3 separate regions of the Mus musculus genome follow, and regions 2 and 3 are each linked to region 1. Evidence: chromatin contacts called from public HiChIP or PLAC-seq data. All regions are on one chromosome and are shown on one strand. The core of a region is the stretch at or near the end of the contact, and the rest is flanking DNA. Distances in the headings are between cores, read along the strand shown.

What was found. HiChIP or PLAC-seq counts read pairs in DNA pulled down with a chosen protein or histone mark.
Region 2: a FOXA1 HiChIP or PLAC-seq map of pancreatic cancer cells shows a contact between it and region 1. The contact joins two enhancer-like sites. A contact is called at or near these places in 2 of 115 datasets of contacts at active chromatin or transcription factors (embryonic stem cells and pancreatic cancer cells).
Region 3: a FOXA1 HiChIP or PLAC-seq map of pancreatic cancer cells shows a contact between it and region 1. The contact joins two enhancer-like sites. A contact is called at or near these places in 2 of 115 datasets of contacts at active chromatin or transcription factors (large pre-B cells and pancreatic cancer cells).

The regions. Positions count from the first base shown.
Region 1 is chr11:59,634,324-59,637,688 of GRCm38.p6, forward strand. Gm33998 (a long non-coding RNA gene) reads right to left here. Exons shown (of 3, transcript XR_388694.3): 3 at 719-2,691. Among named protein-coding and RNA genes, the nearest start is that of Gm33998, 7.4 kb to the right of the region's middle. Within about 2 kb of position 1,943, at least 130 of the 459 cell types and tissues checked have an H3K27ac peak or open chromatin away from gene starts, as enhancers often do. A contact at or near this core is called in pancreatic cancer cells, where this site is marked.
Region 2 is chr11:60,176,679-60,179,991 of GRCm38.p6, forward strand. The region is part of intron 2 of Rai1 (retinoic acid induced 1); the gene reads left to right. Among named protein-coding and RNA genes, the nearest start is that of Mir6921, 22 kb to the right of the region's middle. Within about 2 kb of position 2,028, at least 17 of the 459 cell types and tissues checked have an H3K27ac peak or open chromatin away from gene starts, as enhancers often do. A contact at or near this core is called in pancreatic cancer cells, where this site is marked.
Region 3 is chr11:60,309,902-60,312,984 of GRCm38.p6, forward strand. All of the region lies in intron 1 of Tom1l2 (target of myb1-like 2 (chicken)), which reads right to left. Among named protein-coding and RNA genes, the nearest start is that of Tom1l2, 41 kb to the right of the region's middle. Within about 2 kb of position 1,805, at least 158 of the 459 cell types and tissues checked have an H3K27ac peak or open chromatin away from gene starts, as enhancers often do. A contact at or near this core is called in pancreatic cancer cells, where this site is marked.

The DNA.
Region 1 (3,365 bases), core at 693-3,192:
CCAGGTCTGCCCTAGGCCACACCCAGGGAGGGATGAAGTCCTTAGCCTTTGTAAGATGCCAAGCAGGATTTCAGCATTCATGTGTGGATCCTGAACAGCCTGATGTAGCATATCAGGATAGGGCTGAGGACAGGGGACACACGGGGTCCACTGTCTATGTGTAGAGCTTCCGGCCATTCAGAGGAAGGGATAGGAAGAGCAGCAGCTTGAGCCAAGAACAGAGGGGCAGGTGGTCAGGGAAGATAGTGCCGAAGAATAAATAGTCAAAGGATCACCATGAATTCACAGCGAGTTGGAGCTGAATTCAAGGCTACCTTGGGCTACAGTGTTAGACCCTGTCTCAAAAAAAGGCAAAAAGAGTCTGAGGACACAGCTCATTTGGCAGAGTGCTTGCCCCAGCATGGATGAAGTCCTGGGCTCCATCTCTAGTACTAGTGATCAAAACTGCATGATGATAGATACCTATGACCCAGTGTTCATGAGGCAAGAAAATCAGGAGCTTGGGGGGAGGGGCGATTGACAGGGCGTGTAGGGGCTGGGGTGGGGTGGGGAGGCTATTCATTCTCTGCCACATGTGAGCTCCAGGCTAGCCTGAATACATGATGCATTGTATCTATAAACAGGAAGGAAAGGGGGTGAGAGGAGGGAGAAAAAGAGGAAAAATTCTCCTCAAACCATGTCTGTGTGAAATATAACAGACTTTTTTTTTATGTCATTACATCCTAAATAATATAGCGATTTGCACGATTACATTGTGCTGGGTGCTATGTGCAATCTAGGCAAACTTTGAAGTCCGGGAGAGCATGTGCATCGGGCCTTGAGCGTCTGTAAGTTTGAGCGTCTGCATAGGCCCTCCAACCAGTCCCCCAAACACTTAAGGACTGCAGTGTTTGGTCACTCCCTACCTCCAGGTCTCTCTGACTCCAGACATGAGCTGATGATGGTAAGACTTTGTAGCATTAAAGCGTGAGAGGCAGAACAAACGGGGCTGAGCTACGTCCACTGTCCATCTATCTCTGCGTGTACCCTGCTCCCAGGCTGTTTGGCATGACTTGGGGCGGACTCCTTGCTCTGATCTCAGCTCCTTCCTCCTGCTCCCCGGCTGGCTTGTTTAACCACTGTGGGTGTTCCTACACTGAAACTAGACAGTCCTTGGAGTTCTCACTAACAAGTCTGGGCAAGTGGAGGCCAAAGCCTGACCTCAACTGCTTACCCATGTTCTGTCACCTCCAGCCCGAGGCTGCACCACCACTAGATGAGGGGCTGTGGTTCCTAGGTTCAGATGTGGGCTGGCTGTACCCTTTTGTAGAGTCAGGCTGAGAGCCAGGGCCATAACGTAGTGATCCCCAGCCTGCATCTGGTCAGCACATGTGCTGAATCTGGCAGACAATTTCAATTTTTTTAAAAATTGAATTCATCGCCAACATTTGAATATCACTAGTTTCCTTGTAGAAATACATTTAAAAATTTTTTAAATTTATTGATTAATTGATTGAATCTTTGTAAAAACAGGTCTGCTTTCCAACAAGGTACCTTTGTCAGAAAGGGTTGAGGCTTGAAGGACACAGTCCTCTTACCAAGCCGCTCTATCTCTTGATGCTGTATACCCAGCTCTTAGGCGTCTGAGTAGTAATCTAGAACTTTCTTCTCATTGCATGACTCAGAAATGGTAAGAAGACTCTAAGTAAGTCTAACAAAACACTTAGGAACTGAACTGTATCCTGCCCCCACTACAGGTCTCAAATCTCTTCAGCAAGATGGATGAGAATTCCATACAGCTAGGACAGCTGGAATTTTGGGGAGGCAAAGATACATTCCCAGAATCCCCCAGAGTCCTGAGGACACCCACACCCTTTGTCCCAGCCACCGTAAGAAAGGCTACACTGATAAAGGCCCTGGGCAACCGGATGACAACATTCTTGGACTCAGATTGAGTGGGAAGGGCCACCTGCTCAGCACATAGCTCAGGGCTGCCAAGAGGGCAGTGGCTGTTGGGCTACTGGAAGCAGGGGTGCCAGCCCTGCTTGGCATTTCAACAATGCCACAAGTACCCAAGCCATAGTAGGGAAGCCACATAGACTCATTCTGCAAGGACTTAAGGGGAAAATGCCACTCTTGTAGGCGGGGATTCTGGGTCTGCCCACCCGCCCCGACTTAGCTCCTTCTGAACATTGTTATCGAGGAGGGAATACCTCCTCATAAACCCGAGGCACAGACAGGACTGGCTGACACGGTGCCAGGCAGGGCCTTTGGGAGCATGGTCAAGGGCTGGCATGACCCAGTTAGTAAATGATGTGAGCCAGCCGTTCTCCTCATCTGCAGCCCACAAAGGAGTCTGAAATGGCTTCTTCTCTAGGCCAACGTTGTATTATAGTTGCAGTGCTCCAAATGCTGTCAGCGTGGCATAACGAAGGCTTTGTCACAGGTAACAGCAGGGGAAAGTCCACAGGGGATAGGAGAAACAATAGGTCCCTTCCAGATAGCCTCACAGGTCAGGGAAATGTGGTGGCTCTGGGTCACAGAAAGCTTCACAGTCCAAGATTATTTTGTCAGGTTTACCAGGAGGGTGTAGCAGCAGTTGTAGAACATGTTCAAGTTCAGGTCTTGGGACCTTTGGTCAGTGTTTTGCGTCTCTGAGCTCCACCTTAGGTAGGTATGACTCTCAGTCCCCTTTTGAATCTGTTTGGAAGACTGAACAGAATACTGAATGTAAATCACTGGCCATCAGTGGCTAAACGGAGGTGACAAGCTAGCCCACACCATAGCTCCCAAACATGTTTAATCTCTGAGCTTTGGGGTATGCACCACGCTATCTATCTTTCAAGCAGGAAGTGACTCAGGCACCCATCCCAGTGGTTAGCATGGGAGGGAGGAAGTTCCTCTTTAGTGTTTGCGGCAGGTCATCTGTGGTTGGCTACAGTGGCTGGGGATACAGGTTAGGCTAAGTGGGGTGTGGCCAGACCCTTTTGCTCTCAGGAAACATCTCGTACTTTTGCTGAGCATTGGCCTTCTGGGAATATAGACAAGAAGGCATCACACAGAATGTAGCCTTGTAGACCAAGGCTTGGGAAATGTTTCTGTTTATATGGAACAGGAAGTTGGGAAAAAATACTATGGACTCTTTTTTTTTTTCTTTAATACTAGGGCCATCTCTCCCTTTTGTGGGACAGCAACTCATTATCTCCCTTTAATGTCTTGCTATGCACTGTCTCTTTCGATGTTTATTTCCACTTTTTATTAATTTTTATTTTTTTTTTTCAGACAAGATCTCATCTTCCTACCCAGGCTGATTTTACCCCGTGCATCTCTCCAACATCAGCATCCCGAGTGCTCAGTTACAGGGATAAGCCACATGCCTGGCTTCT
Region 2 (3,313 bases), core at 778-3,277, 540 kb after region 1:
CAGGTCCGGGTGCAGGCGGGAGGGAGGCGGGGAGCATCTTGGCTGCCTTTGCCTCGTGGCAAGCGCAGCGCCCCCTTCCTCTCTGGGCGCCCACAGTCCCTGCGGATCTGTGGCTTAGGACGGGCGGGTGTGCCGGAGGTCGCCGTGACCTTGCTGGGGTCAGTGGGTTGGGCTGCGGAGGAGGCGTCGCGGCGTCTTTGGTGGCCCTCTCCGGATTGGCGGAAGGCCGGGAGACAAGGAGGGGGAGGGGAATACCAATGGAAGGTGAAATTTTACCTGCCCCTGAGGGAGTCCTGCGGATTTTCTCCCGGCGACAGCCGCGCTCTGCCTTTGTCTTACACGGCCGAAACATCTGTAGCAGCGGCGGAGAGGCCGCAGACCCCACCCTCCGCGCCGCGCCCTAGGCAGAGTACCCTGCTGCAGCCCACACCTCAATGTGGGGTCCTCGCCCGCGCCCTTCCCCGCCTGGTGTCGATGGGGCGGGGGCTGGTTGCGGAAAGGGTTAATGGCCTAGTCGCAGACCCTAATTGTCAGAGCTAGGCCCCGCTCCGTTCCAATTACCCTAAGTAGAGACTGAATGCGCAATTAACGGAGTCAGCTTGCCAACTGGAAAGCTGTCCCCGCTTTCACGTTGAGCGGAATACTCCACCAGCTGACTTGGACGAAGCAATTTCCTCTGCTCTCCCCTTTCTCTCTCCTCCAGCCCCTTCTCTTTTTCTCTCTCCTTAATAATAAAATTATACCAAGCAGTTTGCGGTGTGGCAGGCGGCCAGAAAAGCGTTTCTTTAAACGCCGCCGTCTCACAATTAGGCAGCAAGAGGATTTGACACGCCGAGGCGGCCTGACAGGCGGCTTCCTCCCCTGGGGGCGGGTGCAGGAGGGGCTTCAGTGCCCTGCTCCCCCATATGGAACCCGCACTGAGAAGGGGCCAGGGCTGCACCTCCTGGGCTGTCAGCTTGCTGCAGTGAGAAGCCCTTGGGGCAGGCAGCAGGGGAGGTTCTACCCAGACTCCTGGAAGCAGCAAGATCTTTCCCTGCTGGGCTATACAGTAGGAAAGCCATGTTCTCTGTTTCTGTGTGACAGAGAGGCATTTGGGGCACGTAACTGCTGAGCCTGGTGGACAACTTACTGACTCTCTCTCTGGATTTTCATTGATTTCTTCGGGTTTGGGATTGGAGTGTTGAGGGAGAATGTGCCCAGTTCCTGGGGCTGGTTGCTTTTCCATGCCAAGCTGTCTTCCGAGGAGGTTGCAGACAGGACTGTCTGTGATGAGCCAGAGACCCTCTGCTGCTACCACTGCGAGAGCAGACCTAGAGTCCCCATGAGCACACAGGAAGAGCTGCTTTGAAAGCACCTGGGTACCCAGACCACTGGCTCTAGCAGCCAAACTCAGAACTGGACCACGGTAGGTAGGTAGGCAGTAGCCACTGTAGGAGGGAGTTTGTTCTGGAAGCTTCCAGAGGGCAGCCACTTGCTTCCTTCATCATTTTCCCTCTTCCTGCCCCTGGGTGGCCTTCAGCGACGCCTTGGCAGTTCACTGCGACTTAAGCTACACACATCCCCTGGAGCCTCAGCTCTGCGCTCTGCTTGCTCTCCACCTGGACGCTTGGCTGAGCCAAGCTGGGCTCAAGAGTCAGTGGACACCAACAGGAAAGGCTGCAGGAAAGAGTGCAGGTCCTAGTTAGATAGTTTTTGTTCTGCCCACCAACTCCCTCACCCACTCATGAAACTGCTCTGTGGCCTTCACCCTCTGAGGCTGTGATAAAGAATAAATACTGTGATAAGCACAAAGCCAGTAGTGTCCCTCTGTCCCACTTGGTCACCATCAGAGCAATTTTTATAGGGGCAACTCTGGGGCCAGAGTAGGGCTTTGGAGCTTAAGAGCAAACACTGAAGTCCCTACCTTCAGGCTCTTATCCTTAGGAGGCAGCTCATTGTACCATTAATTATGTAATTACTGCTGTCATGAACCCCACATGGGAGCTTGGCAGGGGTCCCAGGAGGGGGGAGGGGTGGGGCCTTACCTATCTCTTGTGGAATGTTACAGGGCACCTCCTACACCACCTCTACAAGCTGAGCTCATGCCACACTCCTACCTCTAGCTCTTGAGCTCTTTCCTGCACCCAGGCCTCTCACCTTTTACTTCAGGGTTTGCCTGGGCCATGATGCTACCTACCTACCAAGGCCTGCTGCTCTGGAGCCAGAGAACATCTAGGTACTCCTTGTTGCATTGAATACCCAAGTCCCCAGCCCAAGAAGCTAAGAGCTAAAGTGCATGGGTGTGTGTGTGTCCACTTTGTCAGTCTTTGACACCTGGGGCTGATGGTCAAGTGACAACCCACAGATGGTCCTTTTGAACTTTGCCCTGCTTTAAATAACAACAATAAAAACCCTTGAGACTTGGTTGCTAACTTTTTTTTTTGGTCTGTGTGTGTGTGTGTGTGTGTGTGTGTGTGTGTGTGTGTGTAAGGACAACTTCCAGGAGCTAGTGCTCCCTACTGTGGGTTTCAGGGATGGAAGTTGATCACTAAGCCATTATATCTTGCCAGCCCTGGTAACATTTTTTGCAAATGAAAAACATCCCTACTGTACATTTCTGACCTGTAACCTCTTAAAGCAAAGGCTGCCCTGCTCTGGCTCCTTCTCCCCCCACTTTGCTTGGGACCAGTGTGTACAGCTGCCTCCAACCCCCATCTGACTACAGACCTCCGAAGTAGACTCTTCGTCCGTCCTTAAGAACAGGTCTGTGTTTAATGTATGAAGCAGACCTGTGGCCCTACCTAGTTTATGCCTCTCAGTCCGCCCAAATACCTTGTATCTTATCAGCTGACTTCTTAGTCTGGATTTAGTTTCACAGGGTTAATGTGACATTTGGAGCATGATTCATTTAATAAATATTTATTGTTCTGGGCAATGGGGACATGGCTATGAATAAAATAGGCAAAAATCCCTGCTCTTATGGAACTTTTTTCATTCGAGAGGAGACTGGTAATGAGGCCAAAAGGTAAGTGCTTTGAAGAACTAGAAGGAAGCACAAGGGGTGTCATTTTAAATACAATGATAACAGGGACACAGTAGAGTTGCATGGGTGTCTGGGAATGGTTTTCCTAGCAAAAGGGACAACTGGCACAGGCCTTGAGGCCCATGGAGGTGAAAGACTTGCCCAAGGTCAAAAGCCTAGTGGCATTTAGACAGCCTGCTACTAGCTTGACACTTCTTTTCTGCTTCTTCAACAAGTAAGGTAAGCCCTGGTCCTTCTGGGAGCATGGAGTGGAGAGGACAAGCTGTCCTGATGAGTTCGGCTTTCTGTAAG
Region 3 (3,083 bases), core at 555-3,054, 680 kb after region 1:
GTAGTCACAGCTGCTTGCATAAGACATGCACAACTTTTCACCATGGGGGTGCTCCCAACAAGCCCCCACCCCTGGCTGAAGAGCTACTGACAGAGAATGGCAGTGAGAGGGAGAGTCACTTCTTCTAAGGGTGTGGCCTTTTCTCAGTGTTCCAGTGGATGGCCCCACATCCATGACTGTCCACACCCATGACTGTCCACACCCATGACTGTATGGGCAGCACAAACTGGACTGTGACAGTTTGTGACACACACACATATATATGTGTGTGTTTGTGCATGTGTGTGTGTGTATGTATATATATATATATATATATATATATATATATATATATATATATATACATATATATATATATATGAAATTCCCAAAGAATAAAACATATATATTCAAACATATATATTCAAAACATATATACTATCTCTCATATATATATCTCATATATATAGGTTATCAGGGCTACAGGCTACACAGTGAAACCTTGTCTCAAAAAAAAAGAGTCCACCCAGGTGGTGGTGGCACACAAGTGGGGAGACAGAGGCAGGCAGATCTCTGAGTTTGAGCCAGCCTGGTCTACAGAGCAAGTTCCAGGACAGCCAGAGCTACAAGGGAAACCCCATCTTAAAAATATAAGTAAATAAATAGGAGTCAGGTGGGGGTCTCAACTCCTCAAATCTTCCATTTTGTCTAAAGTTGCCCCCTACTGTGAGGAGTCAGAATTGCTCTGACCTCCCATGATGTCCTTGTCAGCTCCCTGTCCTACATCATTTGTAACAAAAGCCAAGGGGCAAAAAGGAAGGCAGAGACTCTTTGTCCTTAGAGCTTTAAAGAATAAGAGAGAGAGCTGCTTTCAGAGTAATCGGGCTGCCCAACACGGGTCATTCAACATGACTTCTCATCCCAAAGCAAATGCATGTCCGTACTAACCACTCTACTATAAGAACAGTTTTACTTCTATCTTTGTTAAGAAATGGAAACGGAAGCCCAGGGCATTAATATCCACCCTGATGAATATACTGCTGCATTCAGCGCTTCACATCTGGTCGCCCCGTGCTCAGATCAGGGGGATCCGGTAAGTATGGATGGGTGCAAGTGCACCCAGCCAGATGAAGCGAAGGTTCTTTCCTGCTTGTCTGTGTCATTACAGGGGAGAGTCCTTCCTGGTGATTAAGAACTCTATGTCTTAAGGCTCTGAACTACCCACTGACATTAGCAGCCCTCGGCTCCCTAACAGCTTTCTAAGGCTGACAGACTGCCCAGTACTGACACACAGCCCATATGTTACAGTCTCTTCCTGTGGACTGTGGGAATGAGAAAGAGCCAGGATAAATGGCACTAAATAATGCAGTGTTCCCATGCAGGGACTTAACAAAGGACATCAGAGAGAGCTATTCGGTGAGGGGCAGTAGGAAGGCTGCAGAGCTCCTGCAATAGCCTCCTGCATGTCACACCAGCCCTCCTGAATCTGACACTGTTTAATAGATAACTGCACTCCTTTCTGCCACGTTCAGAAACGTCTCTGCTGCTGACTTCACACAAAGGCAGTGAGTGCCACATGGTTGGCTAGGCTTCACTACACTGCAGGTCGGCTCTGGGAGGCTTGCTCCAGCTACACTGTCAAGAGCACTCCCCTCTGCTGTCCTTCATGCTCACAGTACAAAGGGAAGAGCACCAACCGCTGGCAGAGTGAAATGAGGAGACAGGCTTCAGATAAAATTACGAAAGCCCCTCTCTTGAGAAGAGAGCAGTAGGGGGTGTGCTGTGGGCAGTGAGCAGCTCTCATCCCTGGAATACACAAAGCTGGGCTGGAAGCCACCTGGCAGAATGCCCTAGAAGGGATGATGCTGCCCTTGGCAACCCATTGCACTTCTACCTCTGAGACACTGGGGTCTTTGATTTCACTGGAGCAGCCCGAAGCTGCATTCCTCATTGGGCTGACAACAATCCTGTCCCTGACTAGCATGCTCTATGCAATAAATGACTAACAGGAGAGGCAACAAAGAAGGCTAAGACAGACATTCAAAATGTGATAGTGTAGTCCAGAAGAGATCATGGGACTCAGGACGCTGCAGACCTCTCCAGACTCCACTTTCATGCCTACACACATAAACACACAGGGACAAATTTCAGGAGCCATAAATCAACATCAACAGACCATGACTGGATCTTTTTAAACAATCCTCCTTTTTCTTTATGTATATTGAATGTGTCTGTGTATATAGACAGCACATGTGTCTGTAGAGCCAGAAGTAATGGCTAAGCTATCTCTCTAGCCTCCTTGACTAAATTCTTTAAATTCCTACATGTCTCATCTCTTACTTTATGTAATCTTTACCAGAAGACTAAGGTAGAAACTTTTTACTGTCACTTTTCTCACACAGGAAGATGAGACCCAGAGAAATTATGTGACTACTCCCAATACACACACAAACACACACATATATATACACACACACATACTTTCACACACACATACATACACATATTCAACACACACACACACACACACACACACACACACACACACACACAAGCATGCACCCTTCTCTGCCTGGCTTCCAGGCCAGAACCCTTTGCTTATGAGCTATAACACAGTTTCTCAGTAACAGGATGAAAACAGTCACATTAAGGTCTTGGTAAGCAGCTAGTCTCCTGGTATGCAGCTTCCATCTGAGCTAGCCCTTTCCCAGGACTTGCAGTGAGGCAACCTTATCTGGTCTGAAGGTCCCTCTCTAGCATTGTTCACTTTGGTGCTGAGACTAATTCCAGACAAAAAGCTGTCGGTTTGCTTGGACAGCTGGAGAGAATTCTCAAGCTCAAGGCCTCTCCTCCTCACCTCCTGCACAGTGGCAGCTACAAGATGCATCCAGGCTGCCTGACATCCTTCAGTGCTCCTCATATCAGGGCACAAGCCAATGTCAAATCTACAACTAAAGCTTGGACTTCTGAGTAACGGAAAGGGCACAGATCTAAGGCATGACTTCATCCCTTTTCCAGGGAGAACCATTCACAGTACCCAATCAGTGAACAAGTCTAATGAAGGGCAAGCATTCTCTAATTACCATTTGGGATTTGTTGTTCTT